Regions from separate parts of the Anas platyrhynchos genome. Here region 1 is linked to region 2. A link is a contact called in public Hi-C data. All regions are on one chromosome and are shown on one strand. The core of a region is the stretch at or near the end of the contact, and the rest is flanking DNA. Distances in the headings are between cores, read along the strand shown.

Region 1 (4,703 bases), core at 953-3,452, 160 kb after region 2:
GAGCCTGCCTCAGCAGGCAGCTGATGGAGGGTCCTGGGGTCACAAAAAGCTGGGCTGGGTGCATTGCCTTCCAACTTGTGCCTCTGCATGTGAAGGAGGTGAGGTAGCTCGGCCCTTGCATGCTCTCCTGCTGTCTGATCTGTGAATGCCGTGCTGGCCATGCTCAAGGGAGCAGTGGGAAGAGGTGATAGAGCAGCTCCTGCCCTCTGCAAATTTCAGTTAGACCCTTTTCTCTGTACCTCATCCCTGGCAATCTTAGTAGAGATTTAGTTCAAGCGTGGTTCTTTTGTTGTTTCTTATGTGTGTCTTCCCTAGGCAGCCTTTGTGCACAGAAACTATTGAGCTGATTTTGTTGCCTTACTCATTGGAAAGGGAAGGGATCGGTAGCCCTGGAAATGAGGGGCGTTTTGGAACTGTTTTCTGCTTTGCATGTGGAAGAGGACTTGACAGTGGTGCGCCCTGCTGTGTTATTAGCTGCAAGATGAGAACCTGGAAAAGGGCAAGAAAGCTCAGAAGGTGATGGCTGAGAAACATCCAGTAGCTTCTAGTAGAAGCTGTATAGAGTTAAAGTCCTGGAATCCAGGAAGACAGTGTAACCCAGATGTTTTGCAGCTGGGAGTTTGGCAGCTCTAGCTTCATCCAGATCCTTGGCTAATTGAAAGCTGCAGAGCTGCCTTAGCATCCTCCCAGCAAATAGCAAGGTGCTCCGGTCTTGGAAGGTGGGTTGTGCATGAGCAACTGCTGGAGGGGCAGGAGCCTCAATTACCCCCCCCTCCATTTTTATCCCAGATGTGAGAGATGAGGAAATACAAGAAGAAGCTTTAAACCCATCTGCTTTTTGTCAGATCCTTTTCCAAAAATGGACCAACCCGGTGTTCCTTAGACCTCTTATCCCTCCCCTTATCCTTTCATCTCAATCCAGCGAAGACATCCAGCAAGAGAACTCATTCTGTACAGGGAGGCTTCACATCAGTTCATACCTGAGATGCTCGCAGGATGCTGGCAGAGATGCCTGCTTGGAGGAGGAGCTGGCTCATGGTGGTCTGCCCACCTGGTGTGCTTCCTAACCCTGGACAGCTGCTTGGTGCACGCGTCGCCCAGCTGGCTCCTGACACTCTCCTGCAGCTGAAGAGGGTTGGCCAGGTGCTTGCTGCAGGAATGATGTGCTTTGCATTCAGTGTTTCAGAAATTAGTGCCTGGGAGCAAACAGAGCAAAGGCTAAGAGCAGAGTTTGTCATCCGCTTTCCTGTGCATGTTGGGGAAAAGCGAAATCCCCCTTTCCATCAGTGTTGCTCCCCATAGTGGGTTGCCCTTTGGTCTGTGTTAGATGTGCTGGGTGCTCTGGCTCTAGATGGCCCGCTGTGCTCTGTGGCTGGGCTTGCTCGCAAGCACTCATTGGAAATCAGCAGCGTGAGCCTGCTCACTCCCATCACCTGGGAAGGATGAAACCAGAGGGGCACAGCCCACCATGCACAGACCCAGGCACAAAGGCTGGATGGCCGAGCATCCGCTGCAGCCTCCAGGGGCCTGTGGAGGCCAGGCCTTCTGCCTCTGGGTCGCCTTGGTGCTGGCTTTCTCCGTGACCTGGCACTTCCATCTCAGCAGCCCGTGCTGCAGGAGCTCAGAGCTGCCCTGACTTTGCCAGCATCTTCCACCCGTGCCTGGTGCCGCTGGCACCATCACCTCATCATGTGCTGCATGGCTGTAGTGAGTTTCCCTCGTGTCCCAGTCTGGTCTAAGTCTTCATCATAATCCTTGCTAGGGTGTGCTTCCAGGAGAGTGTTGGATAAGCTACAGCGTGTTTGGAGAAGTGCGAGACAATGGAGGTTTTGGGCTGATGCCTTGATGCTGCTTTATTTGGGAGAAGTCACAGAGGTTGCTATGGGATTTGTTGTCTTCTCCACTCCCTGATCTCTTGCTGCTTGGCCATAACCTTGAGCAAGTTCAAATTGTTTCTCTTCTGTCTACAAAATGGGGAGAGCATTTACCTGCTTGCAGGACTGCTGGAGGAATAGCTCTTTGAGATGTTGGGATCTGATCCATATGGCTAAGAGAATGAGACCCTTGTGACCCTGATGTGTGAGTGCTGTGCCAGAGACTTGAAACCTGTTTTCAATAATTGGATATACTTCTGAGTCATCAAAGCCAAGCAGCCAGTTCCAGAAAGGAATTCCTTCTGTGTTACCACTTCCTGCCCAGGTCCAGCCGTTTTATGGCTGTCACAAATGTTCCTTCTCCTCCACACCGCTGCTGCCAGTGAGGGACTCAATCAGGAAGTCAAAATACATCTCACAGCACATAATGTTGCCAAAAAAAAATAAAATATATAAAAAAATATCCTGAGCTTTGTGCTGAGCGAAATATGTGCCCCACTGCTAAATGTCAGGCTTGGAGAACAACCCTCACGTGTTCTTCCTACAGTGATTTGTTACCTCTGGCTCCTACTTGCTGGTTCCAGCCCACTGAGACCCACCGTGCTGTGAGGCTGGGGGGGCTCCAAGAGCATTAAACCTAAACTCAAGTCTTTGCTGCACGTTTAGTCACTGAGCAACAATTCTTCCATTAGCCAGGGGTGTGTGAGGCACCTGCTGTCAGATTTCTCAGCTTTTCCTGTAGCTGAGGGAAAAGGTGGGAAAACATTGCTGGAGGATGTGGAGCCTTGGGTTGCTGGAACCAAGCTTGTGGGCAGGATCACGGGGGAGTTGAGCTGTCCCTGCATCGCCTCTTGTTTGGGTGCAGACAGGGCCATTCCCGTTAGCAGGGTGTGGATCGGTCTGGTCAAACTGATGGGATTTAGCTCCTCTTAGTTCAGGTTGCAAATGCAGTGGGAGAGAGGTGAAGGGAAACGTGCTTTTAGGGGAAGCTGCCAACACCAGGGAGCACATCGTGTCCTCGATGCTCATTACACTCGGAGGCAGATGTTAGAGCAGTGTCTCCAGCTGGTTTCTTTGATAGCAGGAACTCAGGGCTCCTTGGCCAGACAAACTCAGAAATCTCTTGTGCTTCCATCTCGTATCCTTCTTCCTAGTGGCCAGAGCTGTCTTGCCTTGTAGCGCACGCAGTTTGTGCTCGCCACTGTTGGCTGGGCTTGGATGAGCTCTGAGCATGGGCTTGGCCTGGGTCCTGCCTGTGGCTGGAGGGGGGCAGGCGTGGTGGGGAGGAAGGTGAGTGTGTGAGGTCTGCGATCGCAGCTCCGGGTCCTGAAGTGCTGCGGGCAGCTTGCGGTGCCTGCTTGTGAGGGTCTCGGTGAGGCGCTGCTGTGAATCGGGAGGTTGCAGACCCCCAGGACTTGTCACTGCTTGGCCCGAACGTCACCCAACTCAAAGTATTGAGTAGCTTTTCTTCTTTGTTATTATTCCCTAATCAAGCTTGAGCAAGTGACTTTCATTTGAAATCTGCTGCACAGATGGCGTTCAGGCTCTTCCCTTGCATCTCTGGCTCAAATGCTTCAAACTGGAGCGTTGTTTTGGGGCTGCGTGGGGTGGCCGCATGGCTGGGCCTGTGCTCAGCCTGCGTTTGCCCTGCTGGGGGGCAAGCTTCTCCTTCAGGGGGGTGTTTGCTGCTGTAACTGCAGACATCTGACCAGAGGCCTGTGGGGTGGTTGCTTTGCTGCAGAAAGCAAATGGGAGGGGAGCGAGCTGGGTGGGAGCCAGATCTGCCTCACCGGCTGTTAACTGCAGTGCTGATAAAAACCAGAAGCAGCGGGGTTGCACCAGCGTTTGTGAGATGCTGCTGTGCTCAACGGTGGCTTTGCTCCTGGTGGGGGTCAGGGCCCGTCTCGTCCCAACCTTTCCTGGCACCCTTCCTGCAGAGGAACCTGGGGTCTGGGCTTCCCCCTTTGGGGAGGTCTCGTACTCCAGAGTAACGAGGCCATGGCAGGGCCGTGGGGCTGCCTCTGGGGGCCTGAGTGGTTTGATTCTTCTGGGATTGTGTATTTAGAAGGCAGCATCTGCTCCCCAACACGTTAAATTCCTACTTGGAAGAGTGCCCTTGTGTGACAACAGGGCAGGGAGAGCGTCAGTGGATGTGGGGCTGGCATCCACCCCTGGACAGGCGTAGCTTCATCCACGTGTTGTTTGTTTTGTGGGATGTGGAGTTGCTGTGGTCAGTTTGAGGGCCAGCACGAGCTTTGATCTTGTTGAGTTGGTGCAGGGGGCCCACCTCTTTGTGACTCCCATGGCTACATCCACAGGCCTGGCCCGGCAGTGCTGGGACCCTCGAGAAGCTCCCGCAGCAGGGGCTTGCTGCCCCGAGTCCTTCCCAAATGCACCGTAGCTGTGGAATGGGCTCCTCATGTCTCAGAGGCCTTGCACCCCAGAGTTCCCATAGTCAAGGTTTTGCCACATTGCTGGAGGAGGAGGCTGCCAGCCCTGCAGCTTGGCCCTGAGCTGCCCGTCTGCTTGGGGCTCCCCTACAGCCCGCGTTGGTCCCGATCCCCTCCGAGCACCAGTGGGGATGTGCCAGGGCCACTGGTGCTGATAGTTAGGGCTTGGTAGTTTGTCCCAGTACTGATGCAAGGTTGATTGAGTGTGACCCGTTTGCTTTTTGTGTTGAAACCGGTCTTTTTAATACAGGGTATGGAAACCTAAAGATTCTTGACAAATATTTTTTCTCAGAAGGAGTTGTCCCAATTCACCAGGTGGTTTTATTGAGAAGTTCTGCTTTTATTGTTTTGCCTGAGCCAAAAGCATTAGGAGGACTAA
Region 2 (4,410 bases), core at 672-3,171:
AAATCATTGCTCTCTCCCTTCCATTCTCACTGCTCTCACAAATCCCTTTTTCTGTTGACAAAACATTCCTCCTTTCCTCCATAACCCACAGAAACAAGGACTGCTTCCGAGTGAAACCCAGGGGTCCGTTTGTCCCTGCTGCACCTCTCTCTGCCAACACACCTCTGTCCCACCTACCCTTCAGGGGAAAACACAGCCGGACACCAGACCCTGTCCTCTGATGTGGCAAGCGTAGGAAGGAACACTAAATCAATCTGAAGGTTCACAGAGGTTTGATGCAACACCGACCAGCCCAGCTGAGGAGCAGTCACCTCCACGCATGGCCATGCAGCCAGGAACACGTGAAGGACCAGCGCACAGGGCCCACGGGTGGGATCTGGCACACCACAGGCCTGGCGATGCCAGCTCCGTCTGGGGGCTGGTGCTGGGGGCTGCAGCGGCGCGGAGCCAGGCCTGGCCACCGCAGCACCCCGGAGAACACGTCCCTGAGCTCGCAGCTCCAACAAGACAAACATGGGGAGCGGTTACCCGACCCCGTATTTGCTTTCCAGAAAGAGGATCCCTGTAAACCCCCCTCAAGACACATCGCTCCCCAAAAGGTGCCCCGGATGCTCCACAGCAACCCCAACCCGCCCCCCAGCAGGGCCCACGATCCCTGAGCAGCCCCCTAGGGCCCCCAGCACAGGCTGCAGCTCAGAGGAAGCCCCCACCCCAAAACCCACGGCCTGGCCGGGCCTCGTGGGGCCTGGGTGTCCCCCTCCAGAGCCTATTACCCTCCCCCAAAACCCTTCTAGGTCACCCGGGCCCCCTCCAGGGCCTACCTGTGTCGTTTCGTGTCCCATCCCCCCAGCAAACCCTGCTGGGTCACCTGGGTCCCCTCCAGAGCCTATTACCCACCCCCTAACCCTGCTCTGTCACCTTCCTCCCCCCCATTTTATATTATACCCCCCAATATGCTTCGGGAACACCTGGGTCCCCCTCCAGGGCTTACTACCCCCCCCCCAAAAAAAAAACCAACCCTACTGGGTCACCTGGGTCCCCCAAATGGCCTGCCTGTGTCCCCCAAACCCCTCTGGGTCACCTGGGTCCCCTCCAGAACCTATTATCCCTTCCCCAAAAACCCTGCTGGGACACCTGGGGCACCCTCTGTGGCTACGCGCCCCCCTCCCCGGGGCACACATCCCTCCCTCCCCCCCCCCCCCCCCACGGCCGGGCCCCCCGGCGCTGCCCCCCCACCTGTGTGCGGGGATGCGCTGCGAGCCGCGGCCCTTCCCCACCAGGAAGTGGACGTCGCTCAGCACCTCGTTGTTGAAGAGGAAGGCGAAGCGCTCCTGCACCGTCGGCTTGGTCGCCTGCCAGTTGTACACCGGCTCCCGCTGCAGCGCCCCGCCGGGGCCGCCCGCCCCCCCGGCTCCCCCGGCTCCCCCCACCGCAGCCGCCGCCGCCGCGGCCGCAGCCACCGGAGCCGCCGCCGCCGCCACCGCCGGGCCCCCCGCGCCGCCTCCGCCGCCCGCCGCCGGGTTGGCGGCGCCGCACTGGTTGTAGGTGAGGCCGGGCGGCGACGCCGGGGGGGCGCCGTTGGTGCAAGCGGCGGCGGCGGCGCCGTTGCCCGGCGGCGGCGGCGGCGGCTGCGGGCAGGAGGAGGAGAGGCCCCCGGGGCCCCCGCCGCTCCCACCGGCCGCCATTTTGTGCGGCGGAGGCGCAGCAGCGGGCGGCGCGGGGCGGCGCTGCAGCAGCACCAGCACCAGCAGCGGCGGGCGGGACACGGCGGCGGGCGGGAGGGGGGCGGCGATGGTGATGGCGGCGGCGGTGGCGGGAGGGGGGCGGGAGGGGGCGGCGGTGGCGGTGGGGCCGGGGGTGCCGCGGCTGCTGCTGCTGATGCAGAGAGCCGGGCAGCAGCGGCGCATGGATGGGGCACGGCGCCGCCGCCGGCCGGGCCACCGGGGGTGCGGGGGGGGGAGCGGAGGCGGCGGCGTGGGGCGGGGAGAGGAGGGGAGGGGAGGGGAAGGGAGGGGAGGGGCCCGGGAGGGGGCTGGCGCTGAGGGGTGGGAGGGGAGGTGTGAGGGGGCCGGGGGCAGTGCTGGGGGGAGGGGGTAGTGCTGAGGGGGTGAGGGGGGGTTCTGAGGGGTCAGAAGGCAGATCTGGAGCGGGGGGGCAGTTCTGAGGGGTAGGGGGCAGCTCTGAGGGGTCATGGGGCATTTCTAGAGCGGGGGGCAGTTCTGAGGGGCCAGGGGGTGGTTCTGGAGTGAGGGAGCGGTTCTGAGGGGTGTGATCCCCCCGGGGGGATTTCTGGGTGTGTGAAGGGCTGGGCGGTCTCCAGCAGGGGATGAGGAATGGGGGCAGCCCCACGAGGGGGCAGTTCATGGAAAAGAAGGGTGTGGGGCTGAAGGAAGAGGCCCTGGGGGCGAGGGGGGGTTTGGGATACGCGGCAGGGGAAGTCAGGTGCAGTGAGGGGCTGCACAGAGGGGGTACAGAGAGGGCTGGGGGGCCATCTCCGTGCTCTTTCTACCAGGGCTCCCCACATCCCGAGGACACCGCTGATAAACCCAGGATAATCAGCCCGGAGGAACAGGGCCACTGCTGGCACCATGGCTGCTCCCCCAGCACTGCAGGCATTGTCCTGCTTGGACAAGCAGCTTCTCTGCGACCGATCCCACCGCCTGGTCCCTCGTGTCTTGGTGTGCGACTGCTGTGACACCACGGCAATCCTGATCCCGCAGGGTCAGAGCTGCCTTTCCATGCCAGGCAGAGGCCAAAAGCACGATGGCTGGCACCTTCCTGGCCAGGAAGGGTCCTTATTTTGCATCTGGGGTTCAAGAGGCAGCTCACTGCATCCTAGAGTGCCCTGGAAGGCCTCTAGGGCATCCTAGAGGAAATTGGAGGTCACTGGGAGGCTTTCCGGGGGAGCTAGAGGGCACTTGGTGGCCCTGATAGACCTGTGGGGGACCTAGAGGGCAGCGGAGGACCACAGGAGGCCTCCAGTGTGCTTCGGGGTGCACTAGAGAGCCCTGCGAGGCCTTCAGAAGCCACTATATTCCAGAAAGAGTCTTATTTTGCCTCTAGGGTGCAAGAGATGTCTCGTATGGCACCCTGAACTGCTCTAGGCCTGCTGCTGACCCACTAAGGGGCAACAGCAGGCTCATAGGACACTGTAGAATGCCCTGGAAGGCATCCTAGAGGAAAAAGGGGTCACTGTGAGGCTGGATGCCCTGTGAGCCCCCTCTTGCACCCTAGAGGCATAATAAGCACTCTTACGGGAATCTAGAGGCCCCCAGAAGCCTCGCAGGACTCTAGGGCACTCTCAGGCACATCGGAGGCCTCCTGTGGTCCTCCCCTGCACTCTAGATGCGGTGTAGTTCTACCTGGGTCACTCAGTGCCCTCTAGCTCCCAAGTAAAACTTCTCAGTGACCTCCAGTTTCCTCTAGGTTGCCCTAGAGGTCTCCCAGGCCACTGTAGGATGCCCTAGGAGCAACTTCTTGAATCCAAGAGGCAAAATAAAGACTCTGCCTAAGATCTAGAAGCCTCTAGGGTGTCCTACAAGCCCGCTGTTGAACACTCGAGGCAAAGTACACATCCAGGTATCTAGTGGTCTAACACCAATTATGACACATACGTTACCAGTTTCTCCCATCAAAAAGTGCTCCCAACAGAAGCTTTTGGGTACACCTGAACTCTCTTTGAGATCCTTTATGCAACCCCACACACAACACGTCTCTGCACCTTCTCTCTTTCCGCACAACCCTAACCAGAACGCTGAGCCCAACCCTAATTAGGACCCTAAAAAACATGCATGGCACCACTTTCTCCCATCAAAAAGTTCTCCCAACGGAAGCCTTTGGGTAGACTTGTGCTCCCTTTGGGAGCCTTTATGCAACCCTTCAGTGCCTCGAGGTGTGTGTGCATGTCAGAGCAAATGCATGGTCCTTGATTCAACATGCTTGGGAAGGCAGTGTGCTGTCTTCCCCTTCTGTTTTGCGTGCCTTTGCCATACCATTTTTGTTACTGCACAAAGACATGCTCATTGCATTGCTTCAAAGCTTTGAGACCCTTGTATAGCTGAGGGACCTCCCAGATTAATCTCTGTGGCCAGTGCCACGGCACATCACTGCGGTATTGTTACATCACTAGTTGGGACTGAGAGCTTCCGACCTGGTTCTGTATCACATTATCGAATACCTATTTCTGCTGCATAACCTACCAGCGGGCTTGTGCTGCATTTTTTTTAAAGCTGTGTTACACTAAATGGGGAATCTCCCCTAACCACAGCTATGCTGGGGTTCAGAGCTGGGTGTCATAATTGTCCCTTCTGGCATCTAATCTGTGCATGCAGGAATGCGTAGGAAACTTTAGAGGGACGTTGCTTTTTCTTGTGAAATATTTCTAGTATTACTGATAACTGAGCATTGCAT

What was found. A called contact is a pair of places that touch in the nucleus more often than the background predicts.
Region 1: a Hi-C map of subcutaneous adipose tissue shows a contact between it and region 2, with 1.5 times the contacts expected there. The contact joins the enhancer-like site here to the promoter of BTBD2 in region 2. A contact is called at or near these places in 2 of 8 Hi-C or Micro-C datasets (liver and subcutaneous adipose tissue).

What each region holds. Positions count from the first base shown.
Region 1 is chr29:5,121,004-5,125,706 of IASCAAS_PekinDuck_T2T, forward strand. It overlaps DOT1L (DOT1 like histone lysine methyltransferase), which reads left to right. Exons shown (of 28, transcript XM_072029233.1): 28 at 1-2,323. Among named protein-coding and RNA genes, the nearest start is that of SF3A2, 13 kb to the right of the region's middle. Within about 2 kb of position 2,203, at least 4 of the 8 cell types and tissues checked have an H3K27ac peak or open chromatin away from gene starts, as enhancers often do. A contact at or near this core is called in subcutaneous adipose tissue, where this site is marked.
Region 2 is chr29:4,960,142-4,964,551 of IASCAAS_PekinDuck_T2T, forward strand. It overlaps BTBD2 (BTB domain containing 2), which reads right to left and starts at 1,922. Exons shown (of 8, transcript XM_072029281.1): 1 at 1,237-1,922. The coding sequence starts at 1,907. It overlaps LOC113845598 (a long non-coding RNA gene), which reads left to right and starts at 1,434. Exons shown (of 2, transcript XR_003501314.3): 1 at 1,434-1,545; 2 at 2,513-4,410.